Regions from separate parts of the Sus scrofa genome. Here regions 2, 3 and 4 are each linked to region 1. The links are chromatin contacts, called in public Hi-C and HiChIP or PLAC-seq maps. All regions are on one chromosome and are shown on one strand. The core of a region is the stretch at or near the end of the contact, and the rest is flanking DNA. Distances in the headings are between cores, read along the strand shown.

Evidence for each region. A called contact is a pair of places that touch in the nucleus more often than the background predicts. HiChIP or PLAC-seq counts read pairs in DNA pulled down with a chosen protein or histone mark.
Region 2: a contact with region 1 is called in an H3K27ac HiChIP or PLAC-seq map of alveolar macrophages. The contact joins the promoter of RRP8 here to the promoter of SMPD1 in region 1. A contact is called at or near these places in 2 of 47 Hi-C or Micro-C datasets (liver and retroperitoneal adipose tissue) and 1 of 2 datasets of contacts at active chromatin or transcription factors (alveolar macrophages).
Region 3: an H3K27ac HiChIP or PLAC-seq map of alveolar macrophages shows a contact between it and region 1. The contact joins the promoter of MRPL17 here to the promoter of SMPD1 in region 1. A contact is called at or near these places in 1 of 47 Hi-C or Micro-C datasets (heart right ventricle) and 1 of 2 datasets of contacts at active chromatin or transcription factors (alveolar macrophages).
Region 4: a Hi-C map of skeletal muscle shows a contact between it and region 1, with 2.6 times the contacts expected there. The contact joins the promoter of TPP1 here to the promoter of SMPD1 in region 1. A contact is called at or near these places in 2 of 47 Hi-C or Micro-C datasets (liver and skeletal muscle) and 1 of 2 datasets of contacts at active chromatin or transcription factors (alveolar macrophages).

What each region holds. Positions count from the first base shown.
Region 1 is chr9:3,327,160-3,329,859 of Sscrofa11.1, reverse strand. SMPD1 (sphingomyelin phosphodiesterase) reads left to right here and starts at 1,367. Exons shown (of 6, transcript XM_021062347.1): 1 at 1,367-1,824. The coding sequence starts at 1,525.
Region 2 is chr9:3,150,896-3,153,595 of Sscrofa11.1, reverse strand. RRP8 (ribosomal RNA-processing protein 8) reads right to left here and starts at 1,434. Exons shown (of 7, transcript XM_003357134.4): 1 at 1,204-1,434. The coding sequence starts at 1,302. ILK (integrin-linked protein kinase) reads left to right here and starts at 1,499. Exons shown (of 13, transcript XM_005656596.3): 1 at 1,499-1,613; 2 at 1,950-2,171. The coding sequence starts at 2,083.
Region 3 is chr9:3,074,598-3,077,322 of Sscrofa11.1, reverse strand. MRPL17 (mitochondrial ribosomal protein L17) reads right to left here and starts at 1,337. Exons shown (of 3, transcript NM_001244380.1): 1 at 1,134-1,337; 2 at 784-852; 3 at 1-5. The coding sequence starts at 1,307. LOC106507820 (a long non-coding RNA gene) reads left to right here. Exons shown (of 4, transcript XR_002335515.1): 4 at 1,072-1,161.
Region 4 is chr9:3,134,132-3,136,941 of Sscrofa11.1, reverse strand. It overlaps TPP1 (tripeptidyl-peptidase 1), which reads right to left and starts at 1,362. Exons shown (of 12, transcript XM_013989454.2): 1 at 1,255-1,362; 2 at 1,087-1,158. It overlaps DCHS1 (protocadherin-16), which reads right to left. Exons shown (of 23, transcript XM_021062333.1): 23 at 2,117-2,810. The coding sequence ends at 2,577.

The sequences.
Region 1 (2,700 bases), core at 118-2,617:
CACCTGTAGCTCTGAAGAGGCCCTTAGCCTGGGAACCTCCATATGCCGTGGGTGTGGCCCTACAAAGACAAACACAAAACAAAACAAAACAAGCCCCAGGTTGCCACCCATACTTAAGCTCTAGGGCTATGATCCTCTACTCGGGTTTGATAATTTGCTAGAAAAGCTCCCAGAACTCAGGAAAACACCTTTCACTTACACATCCTGGATGGTGCAAAAGGTACAGCCCAGGAATGAAACCAAGGGCAGGGCCCTGGGGGCTCCTGGGCACCAAAGCCTTCCTGGGCCCCTCATTTCTTATTTGTAGGAAAGAGGCCTCATGCAGCCTCCAGGGCTGCTCACGAGTTCTTTCCCGGTGACCAGCCCCATCCTGAGGTCCTTTAGGGGCCCCCACCCTAAGTTACCTTATTAGCATAAATTCAGGTGTGATTGGAAGCGCTCTCTATAACCAGACACTGCTCTCACTCAGGAAATCCAAAGGGTTTTAGGAGTCCTGTGCCAGGAACTGGCGACCAAACCAAATGCCTTTCCTATGATACCCTGGTACTCCATCTGAAACGATGCCCACACAACGGAGGGGGAAGAGTCACTTGGAAAAAAAATTCTCAACGAAAAGAACCGACAGGACCGGAGAATGGAGGTGAGAATGGTATTACACACGTCTTAGTATTGTTAGAACGGAGGATTCATAATTATAAAATGCCTGTTCCCGAGCCTGTCACCTCCTGCAGAGCTCGGGAAATAATAGCTTTTACCGGCATGGCTGCGGGAGGGTGGGAGGCCCAAGTTGTAATCCTCGTCCTTGCTGGCTGCAGGGTCCACACCTCTTCTTGGCCACTTCATCTCCTCTGGGCCTCAGTTTTCTCATCCACACAATGAGGGGTAGGGGTGCCCCCCTGCGAATAAAGGGTCCTTTCTAACTGGAGGCTCTGAGTCAGTAAGATCATCAGTCAGGGTGCGGGTACCAGTGGCAGAACTAGAGAAATTGAGGGCTGGTGGTGCCCGCCAGGACAGAGGGCCGACAAGGTGTGAGAGTCCCTGCCCGCGGTGCCCCCGCCACCCAGCCCCTCCCCCGCCTCCATCCCCCACCCATCTCCCTCCCAAAGTTTAAAGCCGGGTGGGCCTGGCAGTCAGCTATCAGAGGGATCCGAAGAACGCAGCTCTGGAGAAGCGAGGCGCCTAGGGGCCTTGGAGGGGCCTCTCGCCGGCCAGGCTGGGCTCCAGCCAGGGCTGGGCACCTGCCGGGGCCTGGCACAGCTGGACCGCCCGGGGTCAGGGCGAGGGCGGGAGCGGGACCGCGGGCGGGGTCCGGGCGGGTCGGGCGCGGCCGGCCCACTTCGCCTCCACCTCCGCCTCCCCGACACCGCGATCAGCTGCTGCGGACGGAGGAAGAGGAAGGGGCGGAGCGGCGTTGTGGCTCAGCTCCGAGCAGTCAGCCGACCGCGCCGCCTGGGATCCGGAGAGCCAACCAGGGCCCGCACCGGCCGGGGCCGGGCTGGTTCGTCGGGTCTAGGAAGCCCGGCAATGCCCCGCCACCGAGGGCCTCCCGGCCAGGGCCGCCCCAGGTGGGGCTGGGAGCAGAGACTGGACAGCTTCTTGCGGGTCCCCAGCCTAAGGCTCCTGAGTATGGGCTTGGCACTGACCCTGGCCCTGTCTGACCCCCTGGTTTTCTGGGCTCCTGCTGGGGCTCATCCTCTTCCCGCCCAAGGCCACCCCGCCAAGTTCAGTCGCATAGCGCCCCAGCTCCGGAAAGCCTTTGGCTGGTGGAACCTCAGCTGTCCCGTCTGCAAAGGCCTGTTCACTGCCCTCGACCTCGGGCTAAAGGTAAGCGCTCTGGGGGCTGCCGGCAGGGGAGGGGGGCGCGGGGCGGGGCGCCGGATGGAGGGGCGCGCTGGAGCGGGGGCTGGGCTAAGACCTAGCCTAAGAGCAACCGCGATGGAGAGGCTGTGGTCCGCAAACCTTTACCTAATCTGCCCTCCTCTGGGGACACCCGTGGCTGCAAGCCACCACTGCCACCTCCTCTGTGACCTTGTGAAGTGAGGAAAGAGTTCAGGCTGGGCACGGTGCTAGCCCTTTTATGGAGGTTAAATCAAGCCTGCAGGCTGGTTTCCTTACCATTCTTCACCCCATTTCACAAATGAATAGAGGTCCTGAGCTGAAGTCACTTGCTGGAGGAAGGACCAGGAGGAGGGCCAGCAGCTGGTGAGGGGTAGGGCCAGGGCTCTGACCCTGGTGTGCCTGACCCAGTGCCCTCCACCTTAGCTTTAGCACCTGCAGCCCTAAGCAAGGTGCCTGGGACTAAGGTGCCACCAAGACCCTCCGACTCAAAAAGGACTTGAATTAAGGACGATCCAGAGGTGTGGGACCTGATGGGGCTGGGCTGCCTTGACCCTGATGGGGCTGTGATGAGCGCTGGTTGGTAGGTCAGCTTTCTGGGGCTCCTCAGGGAGACAAGGCCCTGTCCCTGTGTGTGTCCCCAAGCTCTGGACAGTCGTCATCCTGCCCACCCCAAATTTCATGGCACTTGAGACAGGGACTGAGAAAGCCAGCGGGCAGGAAAAGACCTGAAATGCCACCGAGCTAAAATGCCACTGGCCTGGTGATGCCCGAGTCACAGGGCAAGGTCTGCTTCACCATGGTGATACCGAATCCATCCTAGCCCCAGTTTGGAGGAGGGGGCCCCAGGGTGGAATCGAGGGG
Region 2 (2,700 bases), core at 185-2,684, 180 kb after region 1:
CCTGTGGGTTAAGGATCCGGCGTTGCCACGAGCTGCAGTGTAGGTCAGACGTGGCTCAGATCTGGCATTGCTGTGGTTGTGGTGTAGGCCAGCAGAGTGTAGCTCTGATTGGACCCCTAGCCTGGGAACCTCCATATGCTACAGGTGCGGCCCTACAAAGCAAAAAAAAAAAAAAAAAAAAGAAGAAGAAGAAGAAGAAATATAGAGATCAACCTGAAAGGGGAAGGAGTTCCCGATGCTCAGGGAGTTAAGAATCTGACAGAATGTCGATGAGATTGTGGGCTCGATCCCTGGCCTCACTCAGTGGGATCCAGTGCTGCTGCAAGCGAAGGCATAGGTGGAAGATGTGGCTCAGATCTGGTGTTGCCTTAATTGTGGCTGTGGCGTAGACCAGCAGCTGCAGCTCCTATTGGACCCCTAGCCTGGGAACTTCCATATGTCGGGGGTGTGGCCCTAAAAAGAAAAGAAAAGGGGGGGAGGAGAGAAGCTGTAGCAGAGCCCAGGGGTTGGGTTACAGCGCTGGGCTGAGAGGGTGCAGAGAAGGGAGTAAAGCAGGTAGAGGCCGTGCCGAGGCGGACTGGAGGGTAGGAAGAGCCTGAGAGTGGGGCAGAGGCTTGAAGAAGAAGGGCTACTGCCTGGGGCCGTTCCGGGCTCAAGTCCTGCGGGGCCCTCCTAGGCCGGCACTTGCCTTGGAGGCCCTAGGGACCCTGGGCACCACCTCCCTTTGAAAGGAGGGACTGACAACCCCCAGGGCTCAATGACAGCCCCTCACTCGCTCCTCCTCTTTCCAATCACAGCAAGAACCAACGACCTCAACACGGAAGTCCGAAGAAATCATCCCCCAGCTAAAATCCTCCCTCGGCTTCTTTCTACCCTTCCTTATACGCGGAATTTCTAATCCAGCTCTCCAACTTCTGGGGCATCGCCTCTCACTCTCGGTGTTCCCACCGCCCGGATTATTTCCTGGGCGCGATCCTAGCAGGACAGGCTCTCCTGCGCCAGGGTGCTCCGCACGTGCTTCTCGCGTCCAAGAAACCCTCTCGGCTTCACCTCCCGCCCGCCAGCCCCCTCAGTTCCCACGGCATTTTCCTTCGGAAGCCCGGGCCCTTCGACCTGCCGCGGGGCTGCCGCCGCCCTCCCCCAGCCCGCCCGCCGCGCCCCTCCGCTCCGGGGTCCGCCCGCCCTGCGCGAGGGGCCGCTCACCTTGGTGTGCGAGGCTGCCGGGGGCCGCGGCCGTAAGGGCACCGGCCGGGGGTCCGGGACGGCCGGGGCCTCCTCGGCCCACGCGGGCTCCTCAAACATGCGGCCGGGAGGCGAGCTCGGGGGCCCGCGCGCCTCTCCACGTGCGCAGCGCGTCCCGGGGCTCCCGGCGCGCAAGCCGCCCGAGCGCCGCCGGGAACCACCGAGTGCCGGCGGCGGCTAGACAAGCCGGCGCGGCGCCGGGGACCATCGAGTTCACACACCGGCGGCTAGAAGGGCCAGGAAGGCGGGCGGGGGCGGGGGCAAGGCGGCCGCGCGGGCCCGAGCGGGCCGGGCCCGGCCGGGGCGGGGCCGGGCGGCGGGCGCGGCCGGACGGGAGTTCCCCGGAGCAGGCTCCTCCAGCCCGAGGCCCGGTGAGTGTGCGAGCAGCCGGGCCCCCTCCCCACGGCTCGATCCCCGCCGGGCCGTCACCCCTCCCCACGCCCGCTCCGTTTCGAGCGGGGAACGGGGGCCGCCGCCGGGAAGGACCTAGGGTCGCCTCCCGCAGCGTCTAGGGCGCCCGAACTCCCCCTCCCCCCAGCCGGGTTCGCAGGTGGGGACGCGGGGCTGGCTCTCGACATCCCTGTGGGAGGTGCTGCCTCCCAGGCACCTCCTGCCTCTCCCGACCCGCCCTGCCCTCGCGCCCGGGGGCACAGACACAGTCTGGGATCACCTTGCTGCCCCCCTAATTCCGTCCACACTTCCAGCAGCCCAGGACGCAGCGCCTAGACCGCCACCCCGACAAAAAGACTTCTCTCCAGTAGGGGACAGAGCTTGGGGTCCACCCCCCTTGCCTGGATCCTTCTGCAGTCCCCACGCTTCCCCAATCTAGGGGACGCAGCTATGGACGACATCTTCGCTCAGTGCCGGGAGGGCAACGCGGTGGCCGTCCGCCTGTGGCTGGACAACACGGAGAACGACCTCAACCAGGGGTGAGCTGAGGTGGCTGGTGGGGGAGAGGAAGGGCAAAGACCTGGTCCTCGCCGGATGTGCGGTGCTCCGGTCCGGGGCTGGCGGTGGACTTTCCTCTCGGTCGGATGAGTGCTAAGCACAGCCTGTCGGGGCAGGGGGGGTCTCCACTCAGGAAGCTGTTGTTTGAGCTGAAACTTGAGTGCTCCGTAAGAATTTCTCAGGCAGAGGCTGCAGAGAACCTTTCCAGCTTGGCCGAACTGCTTGGGCAAAAGCTAGGGGGCATGACACAGAAGAGGGTGTCCGGGAAATTGTCCAGAGTTCCGTATGACTCTGGCCCCAGAACAGAAGACCCAGGTGGGCTGCTGTGGGCTGCAGTATTGGGTACAAGTGGAGAATGACAGGAGATAGGATTGCAAAGGTCTGCAAGAATATGTAGCCTTTAGTCAAGTATTTATTCTAATAAAGCCATGCGATGATATGAGGACTTGCTGGATCTTGGATGCTTTGTGAAGAGCAGATGGCAGAGAGGCAGCGGCCTGATGCATCCCA
Region 3 (2,725 bases), core at 88-2,587, 250 kb after region 1:
TTCTCCTAGAGGGGGAGTTATCCAGGAGAGAGCAGAGAGTCAGGCACACACTGTAGAGAAATTTCACTTTCAGCATTCTCAAAGGTAGGGTCCAAACACCAACACCCTGCCCGAAACTTCCTCACGGAGAACTTCTGTGTGTTGTCAAAAACGACAGAGGGTACTGTATAGCGCAGTGAACTATACCCAGTCTCTTGGGTAGACCACGATGGAAGAAAATATAGGAGAGGAGTTCCCGTCGTGGCGCAGTGGTTAACGAATCCGACTAGGAACCATGAGGTTGCGGGTTCGGTCCCTGGCCTTGCTCAGTGGGTTAAGGATCTGGCGTTGCTGTGACTGTGGTGTAGGCCGGCGGCTACAGCTCCGAATGGACCCCTAGCTTGGGAACCTCCATATGCCGCGGGAGCGGCCCTAGAAAAGGCAAAAAGACAAAAAAAAAAAAGAAAATATAAGAAGGAGGATATATATATATATAGATTCCCACATATACATGAGACTGGGTCACTTTGCTAAACAGCGGAAATTGGCACAACACTGTAAATCAACTCTAGTAAAATTTTTTTTTAAAAGAGGCAAGAAAAACACAGAGGGGATTAGTTACAGGCAGTTGTGTAGATTCAGATTCCCGTTGAATTCAATGATCTCAGGACACACATCTCTAGTTTACATCTGTCCTTAAGGGCATGGCATGACTAAGCTTATTTCTGCCCGGTTCCCTCTCCTCTAACAACCCCTCCGACGTAAGGAGCCAAGGAAGACATGTGGGAGACAGGATGCGCTCACCGTGAGCCAGAAGTCAGCCATGCGCATGGCTCGTTCGTTGGTGTCTCCCAGCTTCCCATAGTCGATGAGCTGCGAGGACACAAGAACTTACTCAACCCGAGCAAGAAAAGGGGGCCCATCTTACCTCCCGAATGCCAGACTGCAACGCATCATGCTACGAGCAAAGCGTCTGGATAAGGCGGGCCTCACCGGCCTTCCACGTGCGGGTCAGAGGGGTGGACTCGGCTCGCGGTACTCGCGGACTGAGACCTCGCGCAGGGCTTACGAGGCGTCTCAATTCTTCCCCAGCTCCCGCCGGACCCGCCCCCGGAGGCCCGACCTGACCGGAGCAAGAGGGTCCCTCCGCTCACCTTCTCCGCGTAGCCCCTCAGCTCGTCCACGCGTGCCCATGACGCCTCGATGCGTTCGTGTCGCACCAGTCCCGTAAGCAAGTTCTGCAACAGGTGGATGCGGGACTCGGGACCAAGGCCCAGGCGGCGGAAGACGCGGCCGTGGGAGATGGCGGCGGCCACCGACAGCCGCATCGTCCCGACTTCTCCCCGCCCCCGGGAGGCCGGAACCGGAAGCTCCGCGAGGTGCGCGGAGAGGCGGAGCCGGGAGGACGCATGCGCCGTAGGCAGGTGCGTGGCGGACGTGTTTGCGCATGTGTAGCGGAGCCTGCCTCGTTGGCAGCCTGGGGGAGGGCGGGGAAGGGGCGTCGACCTCTCCCTGAGGAGGCGGGCGGCGCGGCTCCGGCCCGGGAGCGCCGCCTGGTGTGAGGGAGCCGGCCTCGGGTTTCTCGCGTGCTGCGCCCGTCGTCCTGCAGGGCGCTGGAAGCTCCGCCTGCAGCCGGCTCGGAAAGTGAGTACCTGAGGGGAAGGCGCCGGGCGGGTCGCGGTCTCTCGCGCTGGCGCCCTGCCCGCCCCCGGCCGCGGCGAGGTCTGACCCCCTGAGCGGTCCCTTGTTAAAGAAACTTGTTTTCCGTGGTCGTGGTGCCGTGAGTGGAATAACACTGAGAGGAAAGAGACCCAGACGGCGAAACTTTTCTTTGAAGGCGTGCCGTCATCCCAGTTCCAGAAGAATTTCAGCACCGCTGCGGCTCTGCCGATTGGCGGTGCCTTCGTCACAGCTGCTTGTGGATTCCCTCGTCCCCTCCGCAAAGGGGGAGCCGGGTCCTACCCCGTCCCACACCTCCTGCCCCGCCCTCTGGGCCTCAGGAGGTGCCCTTTTAAAAGTGAAATAGAGCCCTGGCGTTCCCTTCGTGGCCTCGATGGTCAACGAATCTGACGAGGAACCGTGAGGTTGCGGGTTCCATCCCCGGCCTCGCTCAGTGGGTTAAGGATCCGGCGTTGCCGTGAGCTGTGGCGTAGGTCGCAGATGTGGCTTGGATCCCCTGTTGCTGTGGCTGTGGTGTGGGCCGGTGGCAACATCTCTGATTCGACCCCTAGCCTGGGAACCTCCATGTGCTGCAGGGGTGGCCCTAAAAAGACCAAAGACAAACAAAACAAACAAAACAAAAACCCAAAAAACAAAACAAAACAAAAAAACACGAAAAATAATAGAGCCCTGCAGATCAGATGTCATTAGTTAAGATCAAGTCTTACTGGGCTGGGGTGGGGGCCTAATCCCAAATGCCTGATGTCTCAGAAAAAGAATCTATAAGGAGAGACAGTGACCCACAGGGGGGATACCATGTGGCGGAGAAGGCAGAGAGCAGAGCTGTCCAGTTGTAAGTCGAGGGTTTTCTGGCAAACCTCAGAAACTAAGAGCATGGTTTGGAACAGATTGTTCCCTGGATCCTTCAGAGAATGCAGCCAGTGGACAGGTTCATTTACATATTTTTTTGATAACGCATATTTAGATTTGTTGTTCTGTCTTTCTCTTAGGTTAGCAGAGAAGGCTTGTTAATTTTAATTTTGAAGTTTCTTTTGTTGGAAGTAACACACATACAAATACAAAAAGT
Region 4 (2,810 bases), core at 113-2,612, 190 kb after region 1:
TTGGAGCCGAAGCCTTGGGGTCGGATGGAGGAGTGAATGGGAGTGAGTGTGAGGAGCAGGGAGGGGAATTTGAGGTCATGAGGCTCCCGTCTGTACCGGATGCTACTTGGCCATTTGTCGGGCAGCCGTTAAATAGCAGAATCAGAATTTGAAACCAGATCTGATGACCAAGCCTGTACTCTTAACCACATTCATTTTCCATTTTTTGTTTATTTGCTTATTTGCCTTTTTTTTTTTGTCTTTTTTTTTTTTTCTTTTTAGGGCCACACCTGCGGCCTATGGAGGTTCCCAGGCTAGGGGGCGAATCAGAGCTGTAGCCACCGGCCTACACCACAGCCACAGCAACGCCAGATCCGAGCCTCGTCTGCGACCTACACCACAGCTCACGGCAACACCGGATCCTTAACCCACTGAGCGAGGCCAGGGATCAAACCTGCATCCTCATAGATCCCAGTCAGATTTGTTTCCACTGAGTCATGACAGGAACTCCCTCCAATTCACTTTTCTATTTGGAACCTCTTCAGTGATGGCCACTGCCATTCGTCTGCCCTGTATCAGCCCCTCAGACAGGCACCGAGAGCATGTCTGTGACCCGACCTGTACCATCCATGCTCAGCCCAGCCCAGACCCTCCACTGGCATCCCACGTGGCTCCCTCCTGCCCCCACCCCCGCCCCGTCCTGACAGGCACCGTAGCGAGGAGAGCCAGGGTCCGACACAGCCTGCACCAGCTCAGACAGTCTGTCCACGTTCTGCTGTCTCAGGGCAAAGGTGAGACTCAGCTCTTCCTCAGGGTCCGCACGGCCCAGGGACACCCAGCCTGGGGGCAGCCTGCAGGGTCAGGGGCCTTTGTTAGGGCGGGGATGGCAAAGATTTGTTGTGGAGGGTTCGGCATTGGGTCTAGCCCTTGGGGAGGGTTCCAGAAGCAGCTTCGGATCACAGCAGGTGGGTGACCAGGAACTGAGGCTGGGAACCTGGGCTGAGGAGCGGGTACCAGGGGCGGGGAAGGGGTGAGGGAGGCTGGAACCAGGACAGTGGGTGCAGGACAGGCCACGGGGAGGGGGCGGTCGGCGCTAAGTCAACTCACGTCCGCTGCTGGTCAGGCTCCGGGCTGTAACTGCACTGGCCGGCGACAGAGAGGGCGAGGAGCCCAAGGAGGCTGCAGGGGCGGCACGTGGGTTTCAGCAGGAGCCGTGCCACCATGGCAGTCCCACCCCCAACGTGGTTCCCTTCTCCGGGGCCCCCAGTTTCTCACCAGGCTCGGGGTCCCATCCGGCCTTTCTGCAGATCTGCTGTCATATGACAGATCACGTGAGGCCTGTCCCGCCTCCACCACCACCACCTCCCTCTCTGCCTAGAAACTAGTGACGGTGCTGGCTCCTCCCTCGAATGGGCGGTGCTGAATGCTGGGGACACAGCCACTCGGATGCTCCCTTGTGGTCTGTCAATCGCTGTAAACTCGGGCTCCCCCCCCACCTGCTGCCACAATCCAGGACTCCCCGCAGGCCAGGGAGCTCTGCAGGGCAGAGCCCCTGGAGGCTGGTGGAACTGCAGACCCGGGGTCTCATGGCCACGTGGCATCAGGAGAGTCACCTCTAGGAGCCCAGGTCTCTTTGGGTAGAACATGGAGCCGATTAGGTTAAAGGGGCTCTGCCTAGAGGGCTGCAGTGCCAACGGGCAGAGAGAAAGCAGAGAGCCTCCCCTGGCAAAGGCTCCACAAATGTGAGCTCTTATCACACGTGCCCGTTTGTGGCCCCAAGAAAAACGGATCCACCACTTGGCTGCTCTTGTATCCATGCCCCACCTCCTTAAAGACCCTCAGGCCGAGAGTGGTCATCTCCAAAACCTCTCCCCACCCAGCCAGTCCCTCTCTAGGTCACTGCCACAAGCAAGCTCCTCCGTCCGCCCTCTCTGGGCCTCCTGCCCACCTTAGAGGGGAAGGTCAGTGCACAGAGAAGTGCCAGTCAGCCTTGGGCTAAGCCCGGGCTCCCTGTGGCGCCCCCCCCCCCCCCGCCCAACACCTCTGTGTCCCACCCTCCGTGCCTCCTGAGGCGTCCCCCATGTGCCAGGGTGCCTTCCTGTCCCTAAGCTCCCAAAGAACAGAGCTGGACACGGGATACAAACTGCAGTTTATTAAGGCTCCAGAGTGAGAATTGGCACTTGGTTCTGGGCAGGGGCAGGGGTGTCAGCGGAACCCAAAGGAGCTGGGCCCCAAAGGTTGGAGGGACCGCCCCCATCCCCCCTACCCCCCAATAAATAAAGTCTCGGCTCCATCTCAGGGTGCTGACACAGGGCAAGAAGCCCTCGGTGAGGAGAAACCGAGCCTGCCGCCTCTTCATCTATCTCCCCACGCTGGACCTGGCCACAGGGCAGTGCCCGGCAGGGCCTCGTGGTACTGGTGCTCTGCCAGGGCTGTGGTGAGATGGGAGACCTGCCCCAGTGGAGGACTCAGGGACGGGGGCAGGCCCCCCGCCCCCGTGGCCAATCGTGGTCCGAGGCTGCCCGGGGCAGGCTCAGACGGGGCCTGCGTTGGGGACGCAGTGAGCATCCCAGGTCGGGGCCCAGCCCGGGCCACAGCTAGATGTGCAGCTCCGTGTCGTCGGGTGGCTCCAGGCCGGACTCTGCACTGAGTGCTGAGGCTGAGGGGCCCTGGGCCACCCCAAACGGTGAGACCACGGGTGAGCGAGCAGCCAGAGGAGACAGGGAAGGTGAGAAGCTGGGGGACATGGCAGCTGAGGACAGGGAACCTTCATGGCTGATGGGGGAGCGGTGAGAGGCTGGAGGGAAGATGGCCCGGGCTGCAGCCGTGCT